4 separate regions of the Mus musculus genome follow, and all the other regions are linked to region 4. A link is a contact called in public Hi-C, HiChIP or PLAC-seq and Micro-C data. All regions are on one chromosome and are shown on one strand. Each heading gives the region's core, a stretch centred on a gene start, on an enhancer-like site or on the middle of the called end of the contact. The rest is flanking DNA. Distances are from core to core; before and after follow the strand shown.

The links. A called contact is a pair of places that touch in the nucleus more often than the background predicts. HiChIP or PLAC-seq counts read pairs in DNA pulled down with a chosen protein or histone mark.
Region 1: a contact with region 4 is called in an H3K27ac HiChIP or PLAC-seq map of thymic regulatory T cells, with 9 times the contacts expected there. The contact joins the promoter of Rufy2 here to the promoter of Hk1os in region 4. A contact is called at or near these places in 1 of 39 promoter capture datasets (pre-B cells), 2 of 484 Hi-C or Micro-C datasets (CD4 T cells and CD8 T cells) and 3 of 115 datasets of contacts at active chromatin or transcription factors (memory CD8 T cells, pancreatic cancer cells and thymic regulatory T cells).
Region 2: a Micro-C map of embryonic stem cells shows a contact between it and region 4, with 2.0 times the contacts expected there. The contact joins the enhancer-like site here to the promoter of Hk1os in region 4. A contact is called at or near these places in 1 of 39 promoter capture datasets (cranial neural crest), 3 of 484 Hi-C or Micro-C datasets (all in embryonic stem cells) and 4 of 115 datasets of contacts at active chromatin or transcription factors (embryonic forebrain, embryonic stem cells, microglia and 1 more).
Region 3: a contact with region 4 is called in a Hi-C map of B cells, with 8 read pairs. The contact joins the promoter of Sirt1 here to the promoter of Hk1os in region 4. A contact is called at or near these places in 1 of 39 promoter capture datasets (maxillary cranial neural crest) and 1 of 484 Hi-C or Micro-C datasets (B cells).

Annotation. Positions count from the first base shown.
Region 1 is chr10:62,976,328-62,982,711 of GRCm38.p6, reverse strand. It overlaps Rufy2 (RUN and FYVE domain-containing 2), which reads right to left and starts at 2,460. Exons shown (of 18, transcript NM_027425.4): 1 at 2,380-2,460; 2 at 1-41. The coding sequence starts at 2,383.
Region 2 is chr10:61,826,505-61,833,375 of GRCm38.p6, reverse strand. It overlaps Gm51765 (a long non-coding RNA gene), which reads right to left. Exons shown (of 3, transcript XR_003948879.1): 2 at 6,557-6,640; 3 at 172-2,212. Among named protein-coding and RNA genes, the nearest start is that of Gm40674, 15 kb to the left of the region's middle. Within about 2 kb of position 5,180, at least 19 of the 459 cell types and tissues checked have an H3K27ac peak or open chromatin away from gene starts, as enhancers often do. A contact at or near this core is called in embryonic stem cells, where this site is marked.
Region 3 is chr10:63,335,587-63,341,881 of GRCm38.p6, reverse strand. Sirt1 (sirtuin 1) reads left to right here and starts at 2,847. Exons shown (of 9, transcript NM_019812.3): 1 at 2,847-3,317; 2 at 4,786-4,902; 3 at 6,005-6,246. The coding sequence starts at 2,912. RefSeq lists a promoter at 2,283-2,911.
Region 4 is chr10:62,336,507-62,342,755 of GRCm38.p6, reverse strand. Hk1os (hexokinase 1, opposite strand) reads right to left here and starts at 2,522. Exons shown (of 3, transcript NR_168630.1): 1 at 2,344-2,522. Hk1 (hexokinase 1) reads left to right here and starts at 2,335. Exons shown (of 18, transcript NM_001146100.1): 1 at 2,335-2,743. The coding sequence starts at 2,681.

The sequences.
Region 1 (6,384 bases), core at 1,211-3,710, 640 kb before region 4:
TAACAGGTTGGCTCTCTCCACGGCTGTGGGGTCCTTTGTAGCTGAAAAAATGCAAGAAAGCCCAACATCATCCCCAGGACAAGACAACAGTGGCGAATCCACAGATCTGTCCTTCCCCGTGGAAGTCTGCTCTCCCGTGCTTGGCAGCCGGATAGCTCCTCAGGCCAGGTTGCCACAACACGGCCTCTTTCTTCTCTCTCACAAGCCACAGCAAAGCACCATCCACGCCCACTGTGGCCATGCTTATGAACTATCCTCAAGACTCCACACAGAGAATAATAAGCTTTATTTTCTGGCTGGTGAGATTGCTTAGAGAGGATGTGCGGGACGGACCACTTGAGCTCCATCCAGAACCCACAAGCCGGAGAGAATGTCTCTGACCGTCATTTATCAGGCACAGCACATTTGTGTCTACCTACTGCGTGCTCGAGCACACACACGCACGCACACAATCACTAGCCACGGCCCACTGTGCCTACCTACTACACACATCTTAAGGTAAAATGGCTTTCAGTAAAGATAAGCTTGCAAGTACAAGCCACATGTTTGAGGATTTTGCAAATGGTGGGTAGCAGGCATGGTCTAGGTCTAATGATTTCCAAGCAAGAATAAGAGGCTAAAGAAATGGCTCAGTCATTAAGAGCATTTGCTGTTCTTCCAAAAAGCCAAAATTTGGTTCCCAGCATCCACTAAGATGGTTCACACCTACTTGTAACTCTAGCACCAGGTGGCCAAATGCCCTCTTTTGACCTCTGAGGTCAACACACACACACACACATACACACCTTTATTTCAAAATCAGGCAGTGGTGGCTTGCATCTTTAATCCTAGCACTTGAGTTAGAGGCTAGTCTAGTCTACAGAGTGAGGACAGCCAGGCCCACATATTAAAACTGTCTCAAAAAAAAAAAAAATCAAAATACACTAGCAACAAAATAAAAGGTAAAGTTATCAGATTCCAGAATCTCCCAGAACAAACATCACAGGGAAAACAACAACAACAGAAAAAAAAAAAAAAAATCAAAATATTTTGACAAACCCAAGGTAGTCTTCTGTGCCTTTGACCTAAGCAACTAGGAGATTGGTTCCAGGCCGGCCAGGGTTACACAGTAAGACCCTGTCTCGAAAAAAACACAACTCCCAGGTCAAAAGAAAAGAAAAAAAAAAAAAAAAAGGAAAGAAAAAAATTCTAGTACGGGCTGGAAAGAGGTTAATTCCCCATACCTGTGGTAAGCGCTTAACTCCAACTCCAGGGAGACCCGACGCCTCTGGAGGCCCCTACACTCAGGTACACACTCATTAAAAATAAAAATAATTTTTTTTAAACCAGCTGTTCCCCCAACACTCTAAACACTGCCGAGTGGCACAAATATTTTTCTGCGAAGATAGCAAAAGAGATGTGAAAACCAAACCTAACATTTATTAATCTCCAGAGAACTCTGCCATGTAGCTGTTTCTGTAGTCCCAGCGTCTGTGATTCTTGGGTCCAGCCTGGTCTAAACAGAGTGTTCTGAGGCAGCCAATGCTATATAGAGAGACCTGTCTCAAAAACAACCTTCAAGTAAATGACAAACCCAGGTGGTCAGTGCGTTCACAATTTAGTGGCCCACTCAAAACAAAACAAAACAGCTGGGCGTGGTGCGACACACTTTAATTCCAGAATTTGGGAGGCAGAGGCAGGAGGGAATCTCTGAGTTCGAGTCCAGCCTGGTCTACATAGCTAGCTCCTGGACAGCCAGGACTATGCAGTGAGAACCCGTTTCGAATAACAAAACAAGAGTCCCCTTGCTCTGGCACTTGGCTATGGTTTGCATCCCAGCTCTCTTAGGCTGACTTCCTCCGCAATCTGAAACAGCCCGGCTGGGTGATGAAGGATATGGCCACATCTTTTCCTCCACTCTCCGTCGAGGTGTGATTCCCTCCGTCCACCCCCGCTCCCGAAGTGAAACCACCTGACGTTTAATAATCGGCAGAATTCTCTTTTTAAGAGTGTTCATCACAACCTGTAACCTGCACCGGAGGAGCCTAGGACAGCGGCTGTGCAGCAGCGACCGCAGGTGGGGCTCCTCGGCAGTCCCTAGAGGCGGCCCCGCTCCCTCTGCGCCCCCAGCCTGCAAGGGGGCCCCGCGGAGCGCGCTCCTGGCACTACACCGCTCCCCTCCCCAGCCTTCCGCCCTGCATCCGCGTGACTGGGAAGCCATCCCTGTCCCTGGACGCCCTGGTCCCCGCCCGTCCGCCGACCCCAGCCGCCAGGCCCCAGGGCGGGCGGGGCGCAGGGATGCGGGCGGGCGGACGTTGCCATGGAGACCCCGGGAGCCCCCGGTTCCCGGGTGACTGCGTGACCCAAGCGAAGGATGGTGACCCCGGCTGCTGCCCTTACCCATGGCGGCGGTGCGTGCGGGACACGGGCTCGCGGAGCGGGTCAGCAGCTCCCCGCAGGCGCGCGGCGGCCACCGCGTCTGGCCCGGCTCGGCGCTGCCACAGCGCCCCTGGCGGCGGGAGGACGCCACGGCCGCGTGAAGCTGGTCCCCGCCGATCACCCCCACCCCCACCCCAACCCCCATTTGACCAACCCTGACAGCGTCAGAGAAAGAGGCGTGACGGGGACCTGGGGCACAGCGCCAAGGGAGGATGTAGATGCGGGCCTCAAGCTACCTGTCAAGGTTTCATCCTTGCAGGCTGGATGGGTTTAAGGAACACACCGGCCGACTCGGAGCTAGCCGACAGATTTTAGAAAACCTCACACAATTAGCAGAGCCGGCGGCTTGTAATGCCAGCATTTGAGAGATGGGAGTTAGATGGATCCGTAGTTGAAGACCAGGCTCACTTACATAATGGATTTGAAGCTCGCCTAGTCTCAAAGGAAGACACTAAATCCAGCTGCTAACCCCAGCACTCAACAGGAGTGGACGCAGGAGGACTGCTAGGACCTTGAGGTTACTCTGAGCTACCTAACAAGTGCCAGGTCGTCTAAGGATAGCTACAAAACCCCTGTTGCATGTAACAAAATGTGATACTTTGTAAGTGGGTATGGTGGACCTAGAAAATACCAACTCTTAGGAGTTGGAGGAAAGACACAAGACCCCAGTTCCATGTAACAAAATGTGATACTTTGTAAGCGGGTATGGTGGACCTAGAAAATACCAACTCTTAGGAGTTGGAGGAAAGACCTAGAGTGTTTGTTGCTTAAAAAAAAAAAAAAAATCCTTTCCTTAGTGAGGTGTAAACAACGTCTACCAAATGCTTCCAAAATTCTGAGGACACACCAAAAATGATTAACACCGTTCCCGCTGAAGAAGCAGTGAGTTATGGGGGATACTGGGGAGGACTTCGAAATCCCTCTAGGAATGATGACTCCTTCCTGGCTGCAGATAGTCACCCCTCCACTAGCCCCTCCCTTCCTATATGTTAGTTCCTCCCTAAGGCCATTTGCAGTTAGGGTAGAATTGCATACAACAGCTTGCAAGAGAAAGACTGGTTGTTCCTGTGAAGGTCCCATGACCCTCCCTCCCTGCCCTCCTATGAGGGAATTCAAGTCAACTTGCCCAGCTGTGATCTTTTGCAAGCAGATGTAGGCCAGTTTGCTGAAAACAGTGGTAGTTTTGACTCAGTCCTGTACAACACAGTTCAAGATCATTCTCCCAGACATTCGAGATTTCAAGGCCAGCCTGGGTTATACAGGGCTGTCTTTTAAAAAATGCACAGGCACACACACACACATGAATGCTTCCTCCTGCCTTTCAACTTGCCATAGATAAAACTTGCAACAGGCACCTGGGTGTGCTGCCTGTCATATACCTATAACCCCGGGATCCACCCTTCAGGCAAAAGCAAGCAGATCTTGATTCCGGAGCTAATAAACCCATCTCAAAAACTTAAACCACCAAAAGTGGGTAGACAGATGCAAGTCACAATGTTAACTCAACACTCTGGTTTAGAATGTTAAGAGATAGTTGCCTGAATCCAGCTGTCTCGGGACCAACGTCCATTCTGCTGGCAGAGTCAAAACTGAGTTCATGGTCCCAGGCCCCAGACCCAACACTTATTCTGCTTCTTCAGGGGTTTCATGTTTGTCTGTTATCCAGTAAAGGGGGGGTTGCCTTATCTAAAACAAGGCATGCAAGCATTGCTGGGGGTGAACTACCTGACTGCATGCAGCTTGCCCACTCCTTTGTTCCCTTATCATTCTGAATTCCAGACCAGAGTCCAGGGGGAGACCTGACTGCAAATCTGAATCAAGGACCTTGAAACCAGGTGACCCTGATAAGGCCCAGTCACCAATGTTTTAAGTCCTTGCTCAACCCCCTTGTGTTAAAATATGCTGGACAATGCTATGGCCCGGCCCATGCTTTGGGGTTCCATCCTTAAAGATGCTGTACAATTTCTCTTCTGGATCATAGTGAACTCCGAAGTCTGTTCTGTGTCTGTGAGCAATCAGTAGTGGCCTGAGCACTATAAAAACTTGTCATCTGCTAAGATGAACGTTCAAAGGCACAGTCTCCCGAGTCTGTGCTATAGTCTCTGGCCGGCCAGATTTTGCTGCCTAATTCAAATAAAGATCATGCTTTGCTGGGCTCTTGTGTTTCACTTAGGGTTTCATCGCTGCGAAGAGACACCAGGACCAAGCCAGCTTTTCTACAGGCAAGCATTCAGTTGGTGCTGGCTTGGTTTCAGAGGCTCAGTCCAGGATCACAAGAAGCATGGCAACATGCGAGCAGATGTGTTATTGGAGAAGGAGCCAAGAAGTCTACTTTTTGATCCAAAGCAGCCAGGAGACTCTTCCACAGTGGGCGGAGCTTAAGCAAAGCACCTCAAATCCCACCCCCACAGTGACAAACTTCCTCCACTGCCACACCTCCTAATAGCACCACTTCCCATGAGCCAAGCATGTTCAAACCACCTCAGGTTGCTTTGGTTTTCTCTTGTACCCCAACAATGATGCATTAGATGCAATGGTGTCCAGCACGTCTAACAAATGTCGAGGAAGCATCTTTTTTCCCTAAGAGGTTTGCTGTTTTGTGTGTATGTGCTTACACCTGTGCGTTCTTACCTGAGAGAATGAATTCTGCTTTTAGATGCCCTTTTCTGGTTTTGACAGGTCTTGGGTAGCCCAGGTCAGCCTCCAATTTATATAAGTAGTGGGAAAGTTTTCTTTAATGTGAGATTGTCATACACGGAGAAGTATATTTACAAAGAGTCCTAATATAAGTGGGAGATGAATTGGAACAGAGACCTGACCTACCCAGGCCCTGAAAGCCTAGGAACATTTGACGCAGAGGTCAGTACTGTCCCGACTCTCATGAGAATCCTTTCCCTACTTTTAGAGTATACTACCACCACCTAGGTACAATACCACCACCTAGGTGGGTGACCCTAAACAATGTAGCTCTGGCTTTAGGCTGCTTACACTCCCCACAAATGAAATAGTGTACAACTTTGTTACTTATTTCTCCCCCTCTTCATATCTAGGAGGACTCCAAGCCCCAAGGAATCCCCCAAGCTTGAGGTGTTTCCTGGCTGTGCATTGCACAAGTCGGGTCTGATTCTTTATCCTAGCCCAGTGCTCCCAGAAATCCTAAGACTTGACATAGATTTACGAATACCTTGGTCATAGAGCTAAGCTCTTTTCCGACTAGATATAACTTAAAATAACTCATTTATTCTAATCTACACTCTGCCACGGACTGGTTACTTATGCTCAGGTACCATGCATCTATCTCATCGCATTTTCTTTCCCAGGGGGCAACTCCTGCCTGGCACTCTCCCAGAATCCTTTCTGGCTCCTGGATATCCCACCACCTATTTTCTGCCTAAGCCACAGGCGATCGTATTTATTACTGACAGGTGCCACATTCATACAGACCTAAGATATTCTCTCTACAGTGCATCTACCCTTCTGTGCAAGAGTCTCTAGTGCATACAGGTAATACCAGAACGGTCTGGCGAGATTGCTCAGTGGGTAAAAGCACTGAGCCACCAGGCCTGAGTTTGATCCTCAGGGGCCCACATGGTGAGAGAATTGATTCCTGAAAATTGTGTCCCAACCTCAACATAGATGGTGTTAAGACATAAGCATCCATCAGCCAGTAAATAAATATAGTGATTTTTTTTTTAAAGTAGCACAATTGCCAGGCGGTGGTGGTGCACGCCTTTAATCCCAGCACTTGGGAAGCAGAGGCAGGCAGATTTCTGAGTTCGAGGACAGCCTGGTCTACAGAGTGAGTTCAGGACAGCCAGAGCTACACAGAGAAACCCTGTCTCGGGAAAAACAAAACAAAACAAAAAACCACAATTACCAGGAAATCAGCATCACCTTACTTTTTGTTTGGCTGAGTTTTTTGTTTGTTGTTTGAGACAGCTGTGCGTGGCTTTCCTCACTGAGGGC
Region 2 (6,871 bases), core at 3,931-6,430, 510 kb after region 4:
GATAGTCATCAAGGCAAGAACACAGGTGCTAAGTACCCAGTGAGAGTCACATCCAACCAGGGCTCATGGGTCCTGGGGACAGAGGACACCAGGGGCCAGCACGGTCTGAAGAAGAGGTTTTTAGTAGGGATTTATAAAAAGAGAGGGAGGAGCTAGTGGCTACCTGAAGGTAGACTCCGCCCCCACCCCACCCCCACTGTGGTTTATTTCTATAGCAGAAACCTCAAATGTGCTTAATGCCTCTTGGTTCTAAGTCACAGAATGCACATGTGGTTGCAGTCGAAGAGAGAGGCAGAGAGGGCCCATTCCAGGCTGTGAGGAGCTACGTGGGAGCTGGGCCGGGGAGATCTCTGGGCCATTAAAAAAAAAATACCAATGATCAGCAAGTCTCCTTCTCAAATATTCCCTTCTCTATGCCTTCTCAAGGGCCAGAGTCCTTGGCTAGTGGCCAAGAAGTGAAGGCGGCCCCGAGCCATGGGGGAAAGCACCAAGCCTTGGAGGAGGCCCAAGATGGAAGATCTGTCCTTGCACGGAGTTTATCTGTGGAGGCCTTCCTAAAGGCCGGCTTTGAGGAGCTGATCGGAGTGTGGTGTGACCGCAGGAGAGCAAGTACCCCCTCCACACACAGGAGCTCGGCTAGACCACCTCGGGCCTCCAGACCCCACTTCCTGCAGAGGTTCCTGGTGCTCCCTGCAGCCAGGTGGGCTGGGGTGGCTCTGATTTCAAGGGCACCCAGATTCTCCTTTCCTGTAAGAACTTCTGGCGCCTTGAGCAACATGCCTACATGAGGGGCAGTTGGCAGCTTCCCGTCCTGACCCTGGGAACCGTCCCTAGGGGGCTGTGGCTTGAATCCTATCATCTTCCCCAGCTCTGTCAACTCTACGGGAGCTCGTTATATGTCTTTTGGAGCTGCCGCCATTAAGCCTGTTACTTCCTGGTTTCTCTCAAAAGTTACCAGAGATGAGAGTAACAAAGAGAAAGCATTGGCCTCAGGAAGGAAGCAGCAAGCCATTGCACTCATGAGCAATCACTGGGAAGCAGTGCTTGGCCTGGCCCTCAAGGCCAGTCACCTCACACACAGAACATCTGTGGAGCACGGTGCAATGCCCGAGCTGCTACTGAGCCAACACCAAAGGAGCAAGGCCACACTATTGATAGTGTTTCAAGACGGTCTGGAATAAACTCCATTCCTTTGGCAAAATTGTTAGAAGCAACGGACCACCTCCATTGGACAATCGTTTCCCCGTTTCACCGATGAGCACTGTCCAATCCGCGATGCTTTCCAGTGAAGGAGGGCAGCCATGCTACCTATGCTATGACAACAGATGTGGGAGTCACACTGACAATAACCCAAACACTAAACTCAGCCTCCAGTTCTGGGCACATCTCTTACTCACAGCTGCTATCAAAAGTGCCGGGCCCCAGGTGTCAAGGCAGCAGGTGGGACATTGAATAGGGGACAGAGGTTCCCTCACCTCTGACAGGGAGGTCAAGCTAGAATCTGCTCCCTAGGCATGGAGTAAAGATTACTGGAAGGCCATTCAGGGGCAACAGCACTCAAATGGAAAAGATCCCATCTGGAATAAATTACCATCTCAAAGCTTGCCCCAAGAAAACCATGATGGAGCCTCTGAGACAGAGGGGAGTTTTAACTTCGAACCTGAAACAGCATCTTTCTTTGATGCTTTTGAACACATGTAGGGGGTTCCCCCCCATACTCATAATGTCTGAACTTGAGGGGTGTGCCGCTCCGATCTTCATGTGGCAGCTTCCTTCTTCCCCCTTTTTCGGGGGATCCATTTGCCCAGTAAGGAACAGTGGCCCTTTTTCCACGACTAGGGCTACTGAAACCGCATGGATCCGACTTAGATTCCTTTTGGGGGTCAAGGGCACATGCGTGCAACTGGGCGTGGCAAAGGTTCCACGTAGTGGATCTAGACATGACATGGGGCTTAGTGGGTATGCTAGGATTGCCAAGGCCAGAATACCGGCTATCCAGCCCTCCCGCCATTCCCAGGGCATGTGAGAAGTGAATGCCTCCAATATCATTTGCAAATGGGCTTGAGGGTTATGGATGGCTTGCGGGATCCTAGACATTTGTACATAGTTGGATAGTCTCCACCACCTGCCATCAGACCTGGCTCAGCATCAGCACCAGTGGAAGAAGATAAACATCGTCTTGATCACCTTTTCTGCTGGGTCCCACGGCTCCCTGTGAAAAAGACTGTGAAACCATTTTAAAGGAGACATTTTACTTGCATTCCATTCATTCCAAAGACTGTTTTTGCGGAGGCAAAACAGTTTGCGTTTGCCAAAGTAAGCGTCCCGAAACTCCTCCAGCCAATGAGAATGTGCCCCCGCCCTAAGGTGTAGCCAATGAGAATTGCGCCTCGTAAGATACAGCCAATGAAAATGTGTTTCCCAAACACCCCCCCCACACACACACACACACACTCCTGATGTCTCTGTATTTGCCCTGGCCACAGCTTGCTATCTAGGGGACACTGGCCAAGAGCCTTAGAGTCTGAGTACCAACTTCAACATCTCACTTGCTACCTGTCTTCAAGTGACAAACGACTAGCTCTGGAAAAAAATTTGGAAGATGGAAAGAGCCGTACAGGGGGGTAGGGACAGGGATGGGCAGTAGATATTCGTGTTTAAAAGAAGAAGAAGAAAAAAAAAAACAGGGGGGGGTGTTGGTTAATCTTCAAGGAAGGGTCATTAAATTTCCTGGTGAAACTGGACTCAAAAGGGGTTTTCCTCACGCGTGCAAAGAAGCACGAGGGAGGAGTCACTTGGATGCTAAGTAACCCGCTCCCCAGCCCGGGAAGTTGCTTTCTAAAATCAAATTCCAAAAACGTCCATAGGGTTCCTTTTCTTGAAAGAGAAAAGCAAACAACTTACAAAAATAATACCTCTTGCTTTAAAATTCTAGTTACCCAGTTAAATAAGGTTTTTCTCTTTCCCTGGCTACCCCAAAGCCACCCTCACCCACCCCCACCCCCAGGCTGTTTCGTGGTGAGAACGGGAATGCTGGTTCCTGCGCCCCAGCATCCTTCCTCCTTTCAGCTGCCCATCTGTGTCCTCCTTATACATCTGGGGACATTCTCCGTATGGGCACCCTCATGTCTTAAGCCTGAAAAAAAACCATCCCAGAGTGTCTGTAGGTCAGGTTCCACCCCCCATGTCTTGCACTGCATTTCGATGAATAAGGGTTGGTTATATTTTCTAAACACCAGAAATTAATTTTCAGAATGGTGCCAAGCTGTCCAAGACGCTGTAGGTTGGACCCTGATGAAGTTATTTGTGATTTTTGTTTTTCTTGTGGACCCGCCCACGCTGCAGGTCTCTTGTGTCAATGAAAAGGCCATTTGCTTGAATCCAGTTTCCTGGCACCTTCTGTGTGTCTGTCTGTGATGTCTGTGTGGACACTCAAGCAAAATAATCTTTTCATTTGTGCTTTGAATGGTTTCTCCTCTGATCTTCCGTTTTCATCCGCTAAACCTTACCTTGGAGGCCACTTGCACCTCTTCATCGATGGCATCCCAGAGCCTGCACAGCTGGTGCCTGCAGAACTGTGTGGAAACCCCACCCCACCCCAAAGTGCTTTACCACAAAAAGAGTTCACTTGCCAACACCCAGAACCCCTCCTGGCTGACAGGTACCTGGACACCACAGTTGGCTTTGACATCCATGCAGAGAGCTCTGTGGCTTGCTTCTTGTTTGGAGGAAATGGATAGTCAGAGAGCTGGGAGGGTTTGTACCTTCCTGTGCTGTTCTGGGTCTTCACCAACTGGTTTCAAAAACCCTCAGCAGTCCTGTCCCGGATATGACACTCTCCAAAGAAAATGGCCCCCCAGGCCCGCAGTTCAGATGGTCCCTTCACCCTTGCTCTCTCTACCTCTGCCCCTGCTCCCATCAGCCCCTGGTGGTTTCTTGTCTCATCCTAGCACTCTCCACCACCATCCCCCCACCGCCTTTTCATTTTCCAATTCTCTCCCCCACCCTCCACCCCCACCCCTCCCAGATCACTTGGCCCTATCTCCTGCCTCCATCCCCATCACTTTGGGCCTCTACCCCCATTCTCCTCCCCAACCACCCACCCACCCCCGCAGCTCTGCAAGGTTCCACTTCAGAGGAAGAAGATACACTGAAAGTTGTCTTGACCTTGACCCCCCCCCCCCAGCTCTATTGTTCTCTGTTCCCACCAGAGAGAAACCTAATACTTGTGTTTGCTTTCCCTTGGGTCTCCATTCTAAGTCTGATCTATTGTGATTAGGGAAGAGGCGCTCCACCTTGTCATTGTTTTGGCCTCGTGATTAAAAGCAGAGCCAGGAATCTTCCTGTTGGTTTTTAATTTAGTTGTCCCCGAAACAGACTCCAGGTCTGTGACACTATCTCCATAAAGAAGAGTGGCCAACTTCAGAGCTTAAATGAAAAAGGAGCACCGGATGTAAGATTCAGGAACTTTTCTTTGATTTCCTTCATATTTGTCCTTGTATCTGCAAGTTTTGCTCTTCATAACCTCGCAATCACGCGGGCCTTCAGATTTAAAGCCTAACTCCGCTCAGGCCAGCGCTGATGGTCACCCGCTTGCCCACCAAAGCATGATGGAGGACTGTGAACAAAGGCCGATTGAGTATCCCCCATGCTGGAAAAGCCTCACAGAATGCTTCCAGATGTGTCTTTGTTTTTCTTTGGGAATGCACCTAGTTTCCCTCCGGTGTATGGGCTGCTGGGATCTGGGACTGCATCTCTAATAGAGAAGACCAAAGGAATAATGATTCTTTTACTTTAAAACCAGCTCTTTGGTTTACGACTTGGCCAAAAACAAGCAAGCAAGCCCTTTGGCCGTCGAGTCCCCCTACGTTCCCGGTGTTTCTCATGAACTACTGGGATTCTGCAGTCCCTGGCTTCACCGCGGTTAGTGCTCAACGTCAACGCATGCGCTCTACAGTGAAAATGGTCTATCAGCGATTTGATGAAGTTGTTGACATACTCATTTGTGCTTTCTGGGCCAAGCAGACGTGTTGGCATCGGTCCCTGTGGGTCTATCCATGGGTGACATCTCTGGGAATATGGCTGGATTCAGACCGGGTTATGAAGCAGGTGTCACCTGAGCCCTTGCCCAGGAGCAATACTGACTACAAAAGCTGCTGGCTGGTAACTTAGAGCCCGCTGGCTTTTGTTAGCATCCAATGGCCCCGGGCTCAAACACACCCTTGTGATACTGAAACTGTGGGCCCTCCCAGGCTGAGGTCCTGTGTCTCTCACCGTGGCTTTTCTCCACCAACTCGGGTCTACAAGCCCGCGTGACTGGACTAGAGCTCACCAGGCACAAAGTCGCCTCTAGCTACCACTGGAAAAAGACATTTCGTAATTCCATGTGTCTAAGAGCTTGAGTTCTAAGAAAGACGAGGTGCCCCACCGCCTAATTCAGGGAGATAGCGGAAATGCCATCCCACCAGGCAAACAGCTTCTAGAGAAAACTGATGGTTTCCAATAACCCCCCTGTAAACTGCGCACCCACCACCCAGCGCCATGGGCGCGTCCTTCCAGCTGCTATTGAAGCATCCGGTCACTCCGCAGCTTCTCTCTGGACCTTCCCGTTGAAACGTTTGTTTCCCTATTTGGTGCATTTGGTACAGTATTTAAACCGGCTTCGTTGGTGTACCTAACTATGAATTGACTTTCTGTTGTTTCTCCAGGACTTGGTGAGCTGGGATTTTGACTGCCCGTACCCAGTGTACGTCTGTCGCTCTGCTTACTGCCAGCTTCCCACCTGCCAGCACCTTTCCTCCTGTCCTGATGTCTTCAGTTCTGTTTCTTTCCTTTATTTTGTTTTATTCTGATCCTCTTCGGTGTGGTTTTATTATATTCTTCATTTTGATTTCTCTGCCCCCGCCTGTGCACTCTTTTCACTTTTCTTGTAATCCCCTGGGATACACAGAAAGTCTGTTCATTTTTGTGCTGACACGGGGAAAGCGCTTTGCTAATAGATGCGGACTTCTGGGCCTGGCCCTTTTCAAGGCTTCAGACGCTCCTCCCCGCTACCAGGCGCTGTTTCAAAAACCTGGGCTCTCTGCTGGGTTTTCCCTTTCCGTTTCTGACTTGATTTCCGGTTATCAGTGGTTCAGTTGGCCAGAACTGAATGTTCTGGGTCAGAGACAGGCATTTCCCTTTCTTCTGTTCAGTAAGTTTCAGGTTAAATGGCCAGAGAGGGAAAACACCCCCAGGTGGCCAGGGTCAGCACTCCACAAGTGCAGGGGACACTGTGTCCCCAGCTAATACAAATCCTTGCCTGTTTAAAATACCCCCGCTCCTTCTCTTCTTCACGGATTAAAACCCTATGGCCTGCCACACAGCAGAGCCTGCTGGGTGGTCTCTCCCCAGCCCCCAGCCGTAGAAGTGCCGCAGGAGTCTAAGGCCTTCCCAGAGAACAGAGGCTTGTGTCTTCGACCCCGACCCTGTTCCAACCCTCAGTTTTACAAAGTACAGGAATCAAAGTTCAGTGCGACTGGAATGTTCCAAATGGAAAGAAAAAAAACCAACTCACCATGAAAATTAACTTGGTCTTTGAAATATGACCTTGGCATGCTGCCCAGAGACGTGTACCACTCTTTTAAGTTAGAGAGGTCTTCTGAAAGAAAAGAAGGAAGAAAAACAATTAACCATATTTGGGTTGAGTAGCTCTTGCCTAGCCCACCCAAGTCCCTGGGTTCAACCCCCAACACTGTCAAGAGAGAGAGAGAGAGAGAGAGAACACTGAAACCCCCTGCCCCCGCAGGTGAAGTCGTGGGGGAGGGGGGGGTGACTCCAACCACACCGATGTCATCAGTGTCCCAAATGTCAAAGGTGAAATCCTCCAGAG
Region 3 (6,295 bases), core at 1,598-4,097, 1.0 Mb before region 4:
CACCATGCCTGATTTCTGAGGGGCTAGGATTGAATGCAGAGCTTTGTGCATTGCTATGTGGTACCAAAGGTACTATATCAGTCCTGATTCTTGCCTGATTCATGAACTTCTCTAGTCTGCCAACTGGAACAATACAACCTGCCAGTCTTCTTTGTGTATAGGTGCACCACTAACTTCTAGAAAGCTGGATGCAATAAGTAGCAAGTGCCACTTGCTTTCATGGTTAGCTTGTAAAACCCCTTCAACGTATGCTTAAACAGCACAGTGCTATACATGTTTCCTGCCTCCTGTGCTGTGTGGCTTGGAGATCCTCTTTTTCTACCACGTGGGCCCCAGAGATCAAGTTATCATCAGGCTGTTCCCCATAGATCCATGTCCCTGTCCCCATTTTTTTTTTTTTTTTTTTTTACTTTTGTTTGGTACAGTCTTTAATGATGTAGTCCTTGGTAGCCTAGACATAAGTAAAACAAGCTGGCCTCAAACTCATGGAGATCCACCTGCTGCTGCCTTCCTAGAGCTGGGATTAAAGGCGTGTACCACTGCGGGGGACCTAAAGAATATTACTATTTATTGTTTTTGAGACAGGGTCTCACTCTACAGTTCTGTCTGCCTTGGAACTTGCTATGTAAACTATGCGGGCCTCAAATCTCCATTCTGCCTCCTGAGTGCTAAGGTTGAAAGTGTGTTCAGCCACATCCATCCTGGGCCTAAGGATTTTTAAAAATTGTTTGCATTGTTTGTGAGTGTGAGTGTGTGTGTGTGTGTGTGTGTGTATGCTCGAGTGCACAAAACACCTTTGGAAATCAGAATAGTCTGGAACTGGAGTTACAGGTGGTTGTGAGCCACCTGAAATAGGTGCTGGGAACCAAATTCAAGTTCTCTGAAAGATTATTGCATGTGCTTAACCACTGAGCTATAGCAACACTCCCAGGTTTAATATTTTAATTTTAATTATTTTTTTTTTTTTAGTCTTTGAGCCTACGTGGCCCTGGCTTGCCTGAACTTCATATGTACACCAGGATGCCTAGATTTGCCTGCATCTGCCTCAAGTGCAGGGAGTAAAGGTCTGTCCCATCATGCCAGGCTCCTGAGTCCTGTTGTAAAAGGTGTGTGCTGCCACGTGTGGCTAGTGTTTTGTTTTTGAGATAGGGTGGGATCAAATTTATTACCTAGTGCAAATGGATTTAATTTTCTGATCCTGCTGCCTCTAACTCTAAAATCTGGGGAAACCCCACTGTAATTGAACCATGTGCAATTGAGCCCTAATGATCCAAATGGATACAGGTGCTCAGAATTTCATGGTAACTAGAAAGTGAAGGGGCTTAGAGTTGTGAAGGAACTAAGGATTATTTAAAAAATTATTTAAATATGTATTTTTATGCTGGGCTTGCTGGTGTACATCTTTAATCCCAGCAGTTCAAGAAGCAGAGGCAGGTGGCCTCTGAGTTCAAGGACAGCCTGATCTACAGAGTTCCTGGACAGCCAGGGCTACACAGAGAAACCCTAACTCATAAAACAACAACAAAGAGGATTTTTATGTGTTTGGGTCTTTTGGCTCCATACATGTCTGTGTTTACCAAAAGCAGGTGTCAGATCTGAAGGTATGAGCTGTCATGTGGATGATGGGAGTCAAACCTAGGGCCTCTGCAGGAGCAACAAGTGCTGTTAACTACAGAGCCATTTCTACAATTCTAGAAGTAAGATTATTTTTTCGAGACAGGGTTTCTTTGTGTAGCCTTGGCTGTCCTAGTGAACCTCCTCCTGTCTCCTCCAGCTTGCTGGGATTAAAGGCCTGTGCCACCATCAACTGCCTAGGATTTTAAAACTAATGTCATTTACTTTAAACCTGACTAGCTGATTTCTCATGGTCTATCGTTTTAAATTTCGTTTTTGAGACGAGGTCTTATGTATTCCAGGCCTTTTTTGAACTTCCTAAGTAGTTGGAGATTACCTTCAACTTACCCTCCTTCCTCCCTCTCTCTAGGGCTTCGGGGTTGTCTGGCAAGCGTGACTTTACAACTGAGCTACAGTCTCTTTCGGTCCTGGCCCTGTCATTTTAGAGATGATTAAAAACTGGGCTTAGAAAAGGTTCAGTCAATCGCCCAAGTCACAAGAGCCCAGGCCCAATCTGACTCTTAACACAGAAGTTTGTGGAGAACCAACCACTCTCCCTTCTGTCCTCTCTCTTGCTGCCCCAAGAGATGAATTTTACCAAAGACTAAAGCGAGGTACAGAGGACCTGGTGGGTCCAGAGAGCAGATAGGGCGGGTCCTCAATCGCCAGATCTTTCCAGGAGGGCAACAGGCCCCGAGGGCTGGCTTGGGCATTCCATTGCACTTGAGAAGGGAGATTGGGAGAGAGCGCAAACTTCCTGAGGAGAGACCACAGGGGTAACCTGAGGAAGAGCTGTCACAGAGCAAGGGCAAGGCAGGTGGAGGAGTTCTCCTCAGGAAGGCCGGCGTCGGCCAGGTTGGGCTCTCCAGAGCCCCTGAGGTAAAAGCCGACTTGAGGCGAAGAGGCGCAGGCAGGCAAGGTGCACGCGTGAGGCCCAGGTGGGAAGTGGCGGCGCCATCGCAAACTTGAACCACCGCGGCGATCCCGGACGAGCAAGCGAGCGAGCGAGCGAGCGAGCGAACGGGTCGGGCGGGCGGGAGGCGCCAGAGGCCGCTGAGGGGAGCCGAGCCGCCCTGGGTGGGGCCGGGAAGGGCCCAGGCCGCGGGCGGCGCCCGGCCACGTGACCCGGCGTGTTGTGGTCCGGCCCGCGTGGGTGGCGGGAGAGGCGCGGGGGCGGGGAGGGGCGGGTCACGTGACGGGGTTTAAATCTCCCGCAGCCGAGCCGCGGGGGCGCCAGTGCCGCGCGTCGAGCGGAGCAGAGGAGGCGAGGGCGGAGGGCCAGAGAGGCAGTTGGAAGATGGCGGACGAGGTGGCGCTCGCCCTTCAGGCCGCCGGCTCCCCTTCCGCGGCGGCCGCCATGGAGGCCGCGTCGCAGCCGGCGGACGAGCCGCTCCGCAAGAGGCCCCGCCGAGACGGGCCTGGCCTCGGGCGCAGCCCGGGCGAGCCGAGCGCAGCAGTGGCGCCGGCGGCCGCGGGGTGTGAGGCGGCGAGCGCCGCGGCCCCGGCGGCGCTGTGGCGGGAGGCGGCAGGGGCGGCGGCGAGCGCGGAGCGGGAGGCCCCGGCGACGGCCGTGGCCGGGGACGGAGACAATGGGTCCGGCCTGCGGCGGGAGCCGAGGGCGGCTGACGACTTCGACGACGACGAGGGCGAGGAGGAGGACGAGGCGGCGGCGGCAGCGGCGGCGGCAGCGATCGGCTACCGAGGTGAGTCCGCGCGCGCTGCCGCGCAGCCGCGTCCCTCCGCGTCCCCGCCTGTGACCCGGTCCCAGGTTGCCCAGGGCCCCGAGAGCTCCGCGGGCTCCGCGGCGGCGGCGGCGGCAGCGGCGCAGCTCGGCCCTGGCTCGGCCGCGCGCCGCCGAGCTCGCCGGCCCTGCTGCGGAGCCGCGCGCGGACTCGCCGCTCGCCTGGGCCGCCTTGCGCTGCTGCGCGCAGTCGCCGGGACCGCGGTTCTCGCAGTTTGGCGTTAGAGTGAAGTTTTCCCTCCCTCGGTTTGGTTTCCCTCCCGATGCGCCTTTAGTGAAGTTATAGTTTTCCTCACTGCACACTTTGCTTTGCGACTTTGGGGCTGTCCCGTGGATCGACATGCGATTTCGTTTTGCAAACTGACACCTGTGTTGCTTTTTTTTTTTTTTTTCTTTTTTGGATAGACCTATGTCTTTTTTTGAAGTTAGAAATTTTAATACACCAAAGCTATTTCTTGAGACACAGTCTAAAAAATGTAAGGAAATGGCTATTCCTAAAAATGTTGCTTTTCTGCGATTGCATTTATCACTTCGATATAGAGGAGTTATAGTTGTACTGTACTTTCGTAAGTTTTCTTTTCCTTTCAAAATCATGCTCGCAACATTTTTAGATTAACAAACCTGAAACAAACCTGCTTGGTTTTGCCCTATTGACGCCAAACGTTTGGGTTACTTTTTTGTTTTGTTTTTGTAATAATGCCACTTATCGTCTTCCTGAAAAGCTTTGTACAGAATTTATCAGAGTCTGTCAGTGCCCTTGTAGATGTTTGTGGCTCGTATAATGGTGCCATGAATTAAAAAACAACAAAACGTGTTAGGGACTGAAATAGGAAATGACCCTTGATGTCAGGTATTAAAGGGGAAACAAGTCGCATAAAGTATGCTTCGTGTTCTTTAAATCATACATTTACTAACACCCAGTGGCTGAAGCAGGTAGATTGCTACTTGAAAGGGCTACGGAAAGAGACTTTCTCTGGTTGGGGCAGTGAGAACACAGCCAGGGATTGATTTTTATCTCAGTGATATTTAGAAGTAATTTCTATTTGATGCATTTCATGAAGTTGTATTTCTTTGTCCTGGGCATGGAACCCTGAGCTGCTTTTGTAGGGCTACACAGATTTTATTTGTGTGTGTGTGTGTGTGTCTTCATTTTGGATTTTTTGAGGTAGGGTCCCTGTTTAGCCCAGGCTGGTCCGGAACTCACTATTTTATATATGTCAGGCTGGTTTCCAATGTCTGTGCCTTCCAGGTGCTGGAGTTACAGATGTGTGTGCTTCTGTGCCTTTCTGGTTTTTTGTTTTTGTCTCAAGAACCTGTGTGTGTCTCACCATACAGGCCAAACGGGCCTCAAAGTACCTGGGATTGCAGGTGTGGACCGCAGGGCCCAGCTGGGGATTGTCTGAGCCGCAGCCTTTTGATCTCTTTGACAGACAACCTCCTGTTGACCGATGGACTCCTCACTAATGGCTTTCATTCCTGTGAAAGTGATGACGATGACAGAACGTCACACGCCAGCTCTAGTGACTGGACTCCGCGGCCGCGGATAGGTATGCTTCAGGCATGTGCATCTTTGAAACAATTGCAAACTTCCTTCATTCCTTCCGTCCTTCTGTCCGTCCTTCCTTTTTGAGACAAGATATTTTATAGCCCAAGCTAGTTAAGCTACTCTGCAGTCTCTGCCCAGCCTCTGGAGTACATCACAACCAAAGCTCTTTTTGACTTACTCTTCCTTCTCTCTTTTCTTGATTTTTTTTTTTTTTTTTTTTGACATTTTCATCTATCCTATGATGGCTTTAAACTTGTGGAGTCTAGGATGTAAGGATGACATTGATATCCTGACTTTACCAGCAGTCCAGAGTGCTGGGATTATAGGTGTGCTGTATGTACCATGTCCGTTTGTCAGTGCCTGAGGTTAGGTCCTCACCTCTTTTCTTCTGTACATTGTTTTTGCTTTCTGTGTACAGCCTTTGGGGGTTTTGCTTGCTTGTTTTGTTGTGGTTGTTGTCGTTCGTCTGCTTGCTTGTTGAGACAGGAACACGTATAGCCTAGACTGGCTTGAACTCATTGGCTGGGTAGCCAGCCAGCACATATTAGCCTTGAATTTCTGATCTTGTGTCTAAATGCTGGGGATTATAGTTATTTGGTACCACCCCAACAGCTGCTTTTGTACCAACTTTAAATTCTCTGTCACCTTTACCATTTAGATTTAGTTGCTCAGGTATTGGTAAGATTTTTTTTTTCTTGGCCTCCTGCATGGTAATCCTTGAGTCGCTCACCACGTCCTCCCATCTAAGGCAGTCAGAATACCTAGACAGTCCAGGCAGTAGTGGCAGGCATCTTTAATCCTAGCACTCAGGAGGCAGAGGCAGGAGAATCTTGAGTTCTAGGCCAGCCTGATCTACAGAGCAAGTTCCAGGAGAGCCAGGGCTACACAGAAACCCTGTCCCCAACCAACCAACCAAAAAAACCCCTTAGACTTAAGCACACCCTCCCCAAACTGAATTAGTCAGATCTTGTTAGGGATATGACATGAAATACATATAAATTGTATTCTTTGCATAAAAATGTATATATTGCTAACTCATTGCTTGAAAAAATAGCTTTTTATTAGAAGTGGAATTGATGTGAGTCTTTCTTCCCTTAATATAGGTCCATATACTTTTGTTCAGCAACATCTCATGATTGGCACCGATCCTCGAACAATTCTTAAAGATTTATTACCAGAAACAATTCCTCCACCTGAGCTGGATGATATGACGCTGTGGCAGATTGTTATTAATATCCTTTCAGAACCACCAAAGCGGAAAAAAAGAAAAGATATCAATACAATTGAAGATGCTGTGAAGTTACTGCAGGAGTGTAAAAAGATAATAGTTCTGACTGGAGCTGGGGTATGTAAGACGCAGAAAAACAGTAAAGAGAAAGCTAGTAGATATTCCT
Region 4 (6,249 bases), core at 1,273-3,772:
TGACTCAGAGTTGCTTATCTGGCCCAGGCTGCCTGAGGTGGTGGGGTAGGATGGACAGAGTGCTGGCTAGGCATCAGAACTGGGGTTGAGTCCCGGCTCCAAATTCTACCGCAACCTGCCACTGGGCAAGATGGCCCACCAGCTGTGCATCCTACGCTGCCTTGCCTGTAGAGAAGAGCCCTGGTCCCCGTTTGCATGGACTCTGAGCACTGTCCGAGTGTGCCCTGTGGAGGTGCTGGGGCCTGGGAGGCCAGGGTGAGTGACTGAGGTCATGGGAGGCCAGCTTAGGCAGGAAGGCCAGACATGCCTTCCTGTGGTGAAGGGAACTTGGACAGGTATAGATGAACGGGGAAGGGTAGGCGAGCAAAGGGGTATGAGCGGTGCCACAGTGGAATGGACCTGTGCAGTCTGAGGAGAGAGGGAAATAGCCCTGTTGTGACCAGGGGCCAGGGAAGAGATACACTCAAAGAGTAGGGTCAGCTACAGGGCCAACATGTTTAAATCGGCTCCATCAGGGCCCAGAAGGGACTGCAGGCAGGGACATAACACAATTAAGGTTGCTTTTCAGGGAGAGTGCCGTGGCCTGCAGCTCAGAATGGCTTGGATGGCTGGTAGCCAACAACCAGAAAGCCACCTTAAATGTTCTTGTAATATTTCTAGCTAGACAGGCGAAAAACTGGGGTGGTAATGGTATTGGGAGCGGCAGTGAGTCTGACTTAGAGATGTGAATTAGGAAATAATGCTAAGCCTTAGTGCCTCTGTGTGTGTGTGTGTGTGTGTACTGAGTCACCTTGGTACAGGGGTTGGGGGAAGGGATAGCAGAGGTGCCTACCTGCCTATAAGTTTGGCCAGCTTTTTCCCAATTCTGGTTTGTTGGGTAAGGGTTGTATGGGGACAGATTATAGTGATAGCTGAAGGCTGAGTGAGGGGGCCGTGAGTCTAACACGGGGAGCAGAGAGATGGCCCATTCAACCTACAGAGCTCTGAGAAAACAAAACAACCCTCCATCCTCAAAGATGTCCCAGCCTTGAGAGCTGGCTGGCAGAACTACATTTGCAGAGTCGAATGCAGCTTAGAAGAACCATTTTGTCCTGACACTGGTGGCCATGTTGGTAGCGTTCGCCTGTGCATATGTGTGTGTGTGTGTGTTAGTTTGAGATTTATGTGGGCCTCAAATGCTAATCTTTTTGAGGGGAGATCCTATTAGGAAAATAATTTAAATACAACAGTTAGGCCCTCCCTGGGCCTGGAAATGGCGATATACAGGTTGCGCCCCCCCCCCCAAACTTTAACCTGTAGGCTCCCAAGTTCATTCTATGAGAGTACTTCCCACTTAATTTGTTAGACACAAGTGTTTATGCTCTTTCACAAAAATCATGGGGTGTAGACATCAGTAGTTACAGCTCCATCTTAGGGGTAAAGAAGTGACTGAGGACACATCTGCACCTGCCATTGGGCAGGGTGGGGATGTGTCCTGGATAGAGGTATCAGGTCTACCACCTCTTTCTCAGTGGGCAGTGGTGGCTGGAAGGGTCCTGGGGTACTTGAGGGGTGTTCCAGGCATGGGCTCCTAGCCCCCCAGGTGTGGGCTAGAAGTTAGCCTCTATAGTTCCCTCAGGACAGATGCTGCAGCCCTGGTCATGGGAACATGGCCTGCAAGGGAAGCTTAAGTAAGAGACACTGCATACAACGGCCAGGTCACCAGCACTGAAGCTAAGAAAACCCTGCCCGACTCCTGAGCAGCAACTGTAACGCATTGCCTCAGACTCCTCACCTGTAGAATCAGAGCCACTTCTGTATGTCAGAGTTCTTACTTGTCATAAGGTACAAATACGATTTCCCCTCAACCTGAGTCCTGAACAGTACCCCCAACCTCCCAGAACCCGGATGCCCAAGAGCTAGAGAAGGGTGGGAGGATCGGGACAGGCTGGGAATAGGCCAAAATTCCCACTCGGGGACCATGAGCTCTTACATGATGTCACAGGGGCAGGCGCTTTGGGTTTCGCTATGTGAACTCTGACAGGCTGTGGTGGGACTCCGAGCATCATCCTTAGATTTTGGATCCTCGATGGCAGGCAGGCACAGGGACCCAGTGCAAGATCTGTGAAGCCGCCTAGTTTCGGCTTCCGCTCTCTTTCCACGCCCACTTGTGTGCTTCCCCAACAGGGAGGATGGGAGGGGTGGGGGACGAGCCCTAATCTCCGAGGAAGGGGTGTGGCTCCGTTCGCGTTCTCCAGTTTGTGGTGTCCTGGATCTGTCCTCTGGTCCCCTCCAGATCGTGTCCCACACCCCACCCACTCTGGCTTGGCACTGTGCCACCACGCGTGACCGCGCGCTCCTTACGTGGGGAACGTGCAGGGTGATGCCTCCTTTCCGGCGCGGGAGGGAGCGGCCGTCATTCTCCTGCTCTGGCTGGGAAGCCCCAGCCATAGCGCGGCAGTGGCGCCTTGTAGCCAATGGGGACTGAGGAGGTGGGCCGGCTGGCGGTTGTCACCCTCCCGGGGACGGGAGCTCGGAGGTCTGGAGAGAGCAGGCAGACGCCCCGCCCAGGGACTGAGGGGGAGGAGCCAAGGGAGGAGGAGGTGGAGTCGCGGATCCGCCGCTGGAGGACCACTGCTCACCAGGGCTACTGAGGAGCCACTGGCCCCACACCTGCTTCTCCGCATCCCCCACCGTCAACATGATCGCCGCGCAACTACTGGCATATTACTTCACCGAGCTGAAGGATGACCAAGTCAAAAAGGTGAGCCCCGCCGGCGCCGCCCTGGCCACAGCCTTGCATTCCCGCATCCGCTCGCCACCGCCTGCATCCTCCCCCCGGCCTCTCCCGGCTAGACAGCATCTAGTTGGACTACAGGGTGCAGGCGACAGGCCTCATGCTGGGATTCACCCGGGCATTGTGGGCATGCGGGCGTGCTTGTGGTTTGAGGAGCTGGGCGGCCGGCTGAAGACCCCCCCCCTTCCTCCCACGGCTGGATTGCATACTGCAGTGTCCTTGAAAAGGACCATGGATGTCAGATGGGTACCCGCACGCAGTGCCGGGCTGAGACCTGTCTAGGTGGGGACCAGCTGGCCTGTCTATAGGCCTGTTTTGAAAGGTCCACGCGCGCCGTGGGCGGGGAAGGTGTGATCGCCGAGATAGGCTGGGGAGGTGAGTGAGCAGCTGGCGGGGGTGCTGGCTGGAAGCCAGGCATCCCATATTTGGGGTTCCCATTTGGAGAATACGATGCCCTCCTGAAACTGTCACTGGGCTCCCCCAGCTGTTGCAGCTGCTCCTTACTCTGAGGACGGGGTGACCCGCCTGGCTTTCCGGTGAGGGGAGGGGAGCAGAGGCCACCGGAAACTTTGCTCATAGGCCTCAGGTCGAGAACCGCACGTCTGAATGGAATTTTTTCTTCCTCTAAACCTGTAATTTCCAGGCAGTCTCAGCCTAGGAGCTCAAATAAGACACTTTAGTCACTTGAAGAGCTCGGAGGGGTTGGCATTCGTTCCTTGTGACTTGTGAGTTCTTGCACATGGACGCTGGGTCCTAGGGGTGATGTTCATCTAGTATAAAGTGCCGTCTGCTGGTGGGTCTTAAAGATGTACCTCACTTTTCTGCCACCATCAGTAAGACGGGATGTTTTTTTCCTGAGATAGACTAAGTTGGTTAGGAAAACACCTAGGACATTTTTATTTGTGCTATGGGTATGCCTTACCTACCCTAGGATAGGTTAATAGCATCATCACCCTGACAGACACTGGGACAAGAGGTACTATCTACAGGTGAGAGGCGGCAGTGACTAGGCTCTGTCCTTTCCTGGCCTGAGACTTCTCATCCTGCACCTTCAGAAGCAGTCTTACCGGGGACTGTGACCTCCTGAAGGTCACACAGCTGGTTAGAGGTGGAGTCTGGGCGGGGCTCTGACCCTCCTCCCACTCGAGAACTTGACCAAGACTCCCCCTGGGTGTCAGCTGAAGGGGAGGTGCTGAGAGACAAGACTGTTGGAGATGCAGCTCTTATCCTGAATAGGGACCAGGAATAGGGTGCTGAAGGGCTTCACTGTCAATCTCCCACCCCCACCCCCATCCCTGACCTGATGTCAGGGAGCTATGCATCAACACGTGTAATTGCTTGAGTTTCTTCCATGGCGGTGGACATGCTTATCCCATGGAAAGGGAAGATAGGAGGGCAGAGTGCACTTAGGATAGGCCTCCCGAATCAAGAGTCCACAGCTCTCCCACTCTAGATACCCTCTGTGGCTCAGGCGTGCAATGGTGGGTGGAGGCCCAATGACCTTGTAAACTAAGCCTCCAGCCTCACACCCACAGCCACCTGTGTGGCTGCCAGCTGCCTGGCTGCTCCCTGACACCGTGCTGGGTGGCCACCGGTGGCTGAGTTGGACTAAGGCGCTCCACTACAAGTGGCCTGATTCACCTCCGTCCCATTCCATCTCCCAGGCCCTGTGGGTATCTGAGCACCGATTCAAACGGTGCCTAACTAAAGCCCTCACTCTGAGATTGGGATATCCCCTCCCCCACCTCTATCCCAGAGCTTTGCTGGAGCAAGGTCTCTAAACTGAAACTTTCATTTCGTTCTGTGTAGGAGATCCTTAAAAACAAATGAGCTCTCAGCCTGACGGTGGGTGGTGGCTCAAGCCTTTAATCCCAGCTTTTGGGAGGCAGAGGTGGATCTCTGTGAGTTTAAGGTCAGCTTGGTCCACAGGGCAAATTCCAGGTCAGCCAGGAATACAGAGAGAAACCCTGTCTGGAACCACCCCCCTCCAAAAACAACAACAACAACAACAACAACAAAACAAAAACAAAAAAGCCAAAACAAACAAACATACAAACCCTCAAAACAAAAACTGAGCAACGGCAGGGCGTGGTGGCCTCCCAGCACTTGGGAGGCAGAGGCAGGCGGATTTCTGAGTTCGGGGCCAGCCTGGTCTACCAAGTGAGTTCCAGGACAGCCAGGGCTATACAGAGAAACCCTGTCTCGAAAAACCAAAAAACAAACAACAAACAAACAAAAAACTGAGTAACAACAAAATCAACCAACCAAAAAACGCCAAACCAAACCAAACCCACCAACCAAACAACAACAACAACCAACAAACAAAACAAGAGCTTCCTTTTGCACTGCACACAGAACTTAGAAGCTTTTTAAGCTTCCAGGAGATCACCTCTACCTGTAGAGTGCTCTGCCATATGTGGGTGTGGTCCTTAGGAGGCTCCCAGGGCACACAGTGGTCACTTGCTCCCATGAGTCAGTTTATTAGCTTCCTGTCCTTCCCACCCCACTTCTGTTATGAGAAAGGCTGCCTGGAAGTGCTAGTCCCCAAATCTTGCTCCTTTTTTTTTTTTTTTTTTTTTTTTTTTGGTGGAGCTGGGCCCTGTGTGTGCTACTCTAAAGAGAACCCAGTGAGTGGAGACTCTCCTAAGTGTGGGCAGCCATGATGATTCAGTTCTCCAGCCTCAGGGAGCCAGCCCATGGGGCTATGGAGACATGCCTCGGGTGATATACAGGACCTTGCTCTCAGCTAGGAGGAAGGAAATTGGATCTCGTTGGGGGAAGGTTTTCAGGGTTGCCCAGAATACAAAGGCACCCGGGAGACGGTTTTATTTCCCTCCACTGCCTGGGAGCCCGCAATAATCCAGCCTTGAGAACAGGTCCTGGGCAGAAATGGATGAAGCCTCTGACTTCTCAGCTCACATCCCCGTGCTCCCGGCTGCTTTTGCATAGTGCCGGTTAAAGGGTGCCACAAAAAAGGGGACTTGGTGGACAGAAGCATAAGGCACACATTTTCCTTCACTCAGGTTTTTAAGAGGAATGAACATTGCATGCATCTTTGTGACTACTTCCATTCACAAGATGCCAGCTATCCAGAATGGGAAAGTCAGGGCCCTTTAACCTCCAAGTGGCTCTTAAACACGCCCTGCATAGCCCTGCCCCCTCCATTGTGTGTCACCGAGAAGGACCTGGAGGGTGGAGTATTGCGTGGCATGCTGCCTGTTTGTTCAGGAAAATGAAGGGCTGGAGAGATGCCTCTGTGGTTGAGACTGCCTACTGTTCTTGCAGAGGTCCCCGAGTTCAGTTCCCATACTCTTCCCAGGTGGCTTCCAACCTCCTGTAACTTCAGCTCCAAGAGGGAGTGTCCATCAGGGGCTCCTTGAGGTGGGCACATGCAGACATAATTTAGAAAAGACCAGATGCAGTATGTTTTTAATCTCAGCACTTGTGAAGCAGTGGCAGGTAGGAAAAAAAAT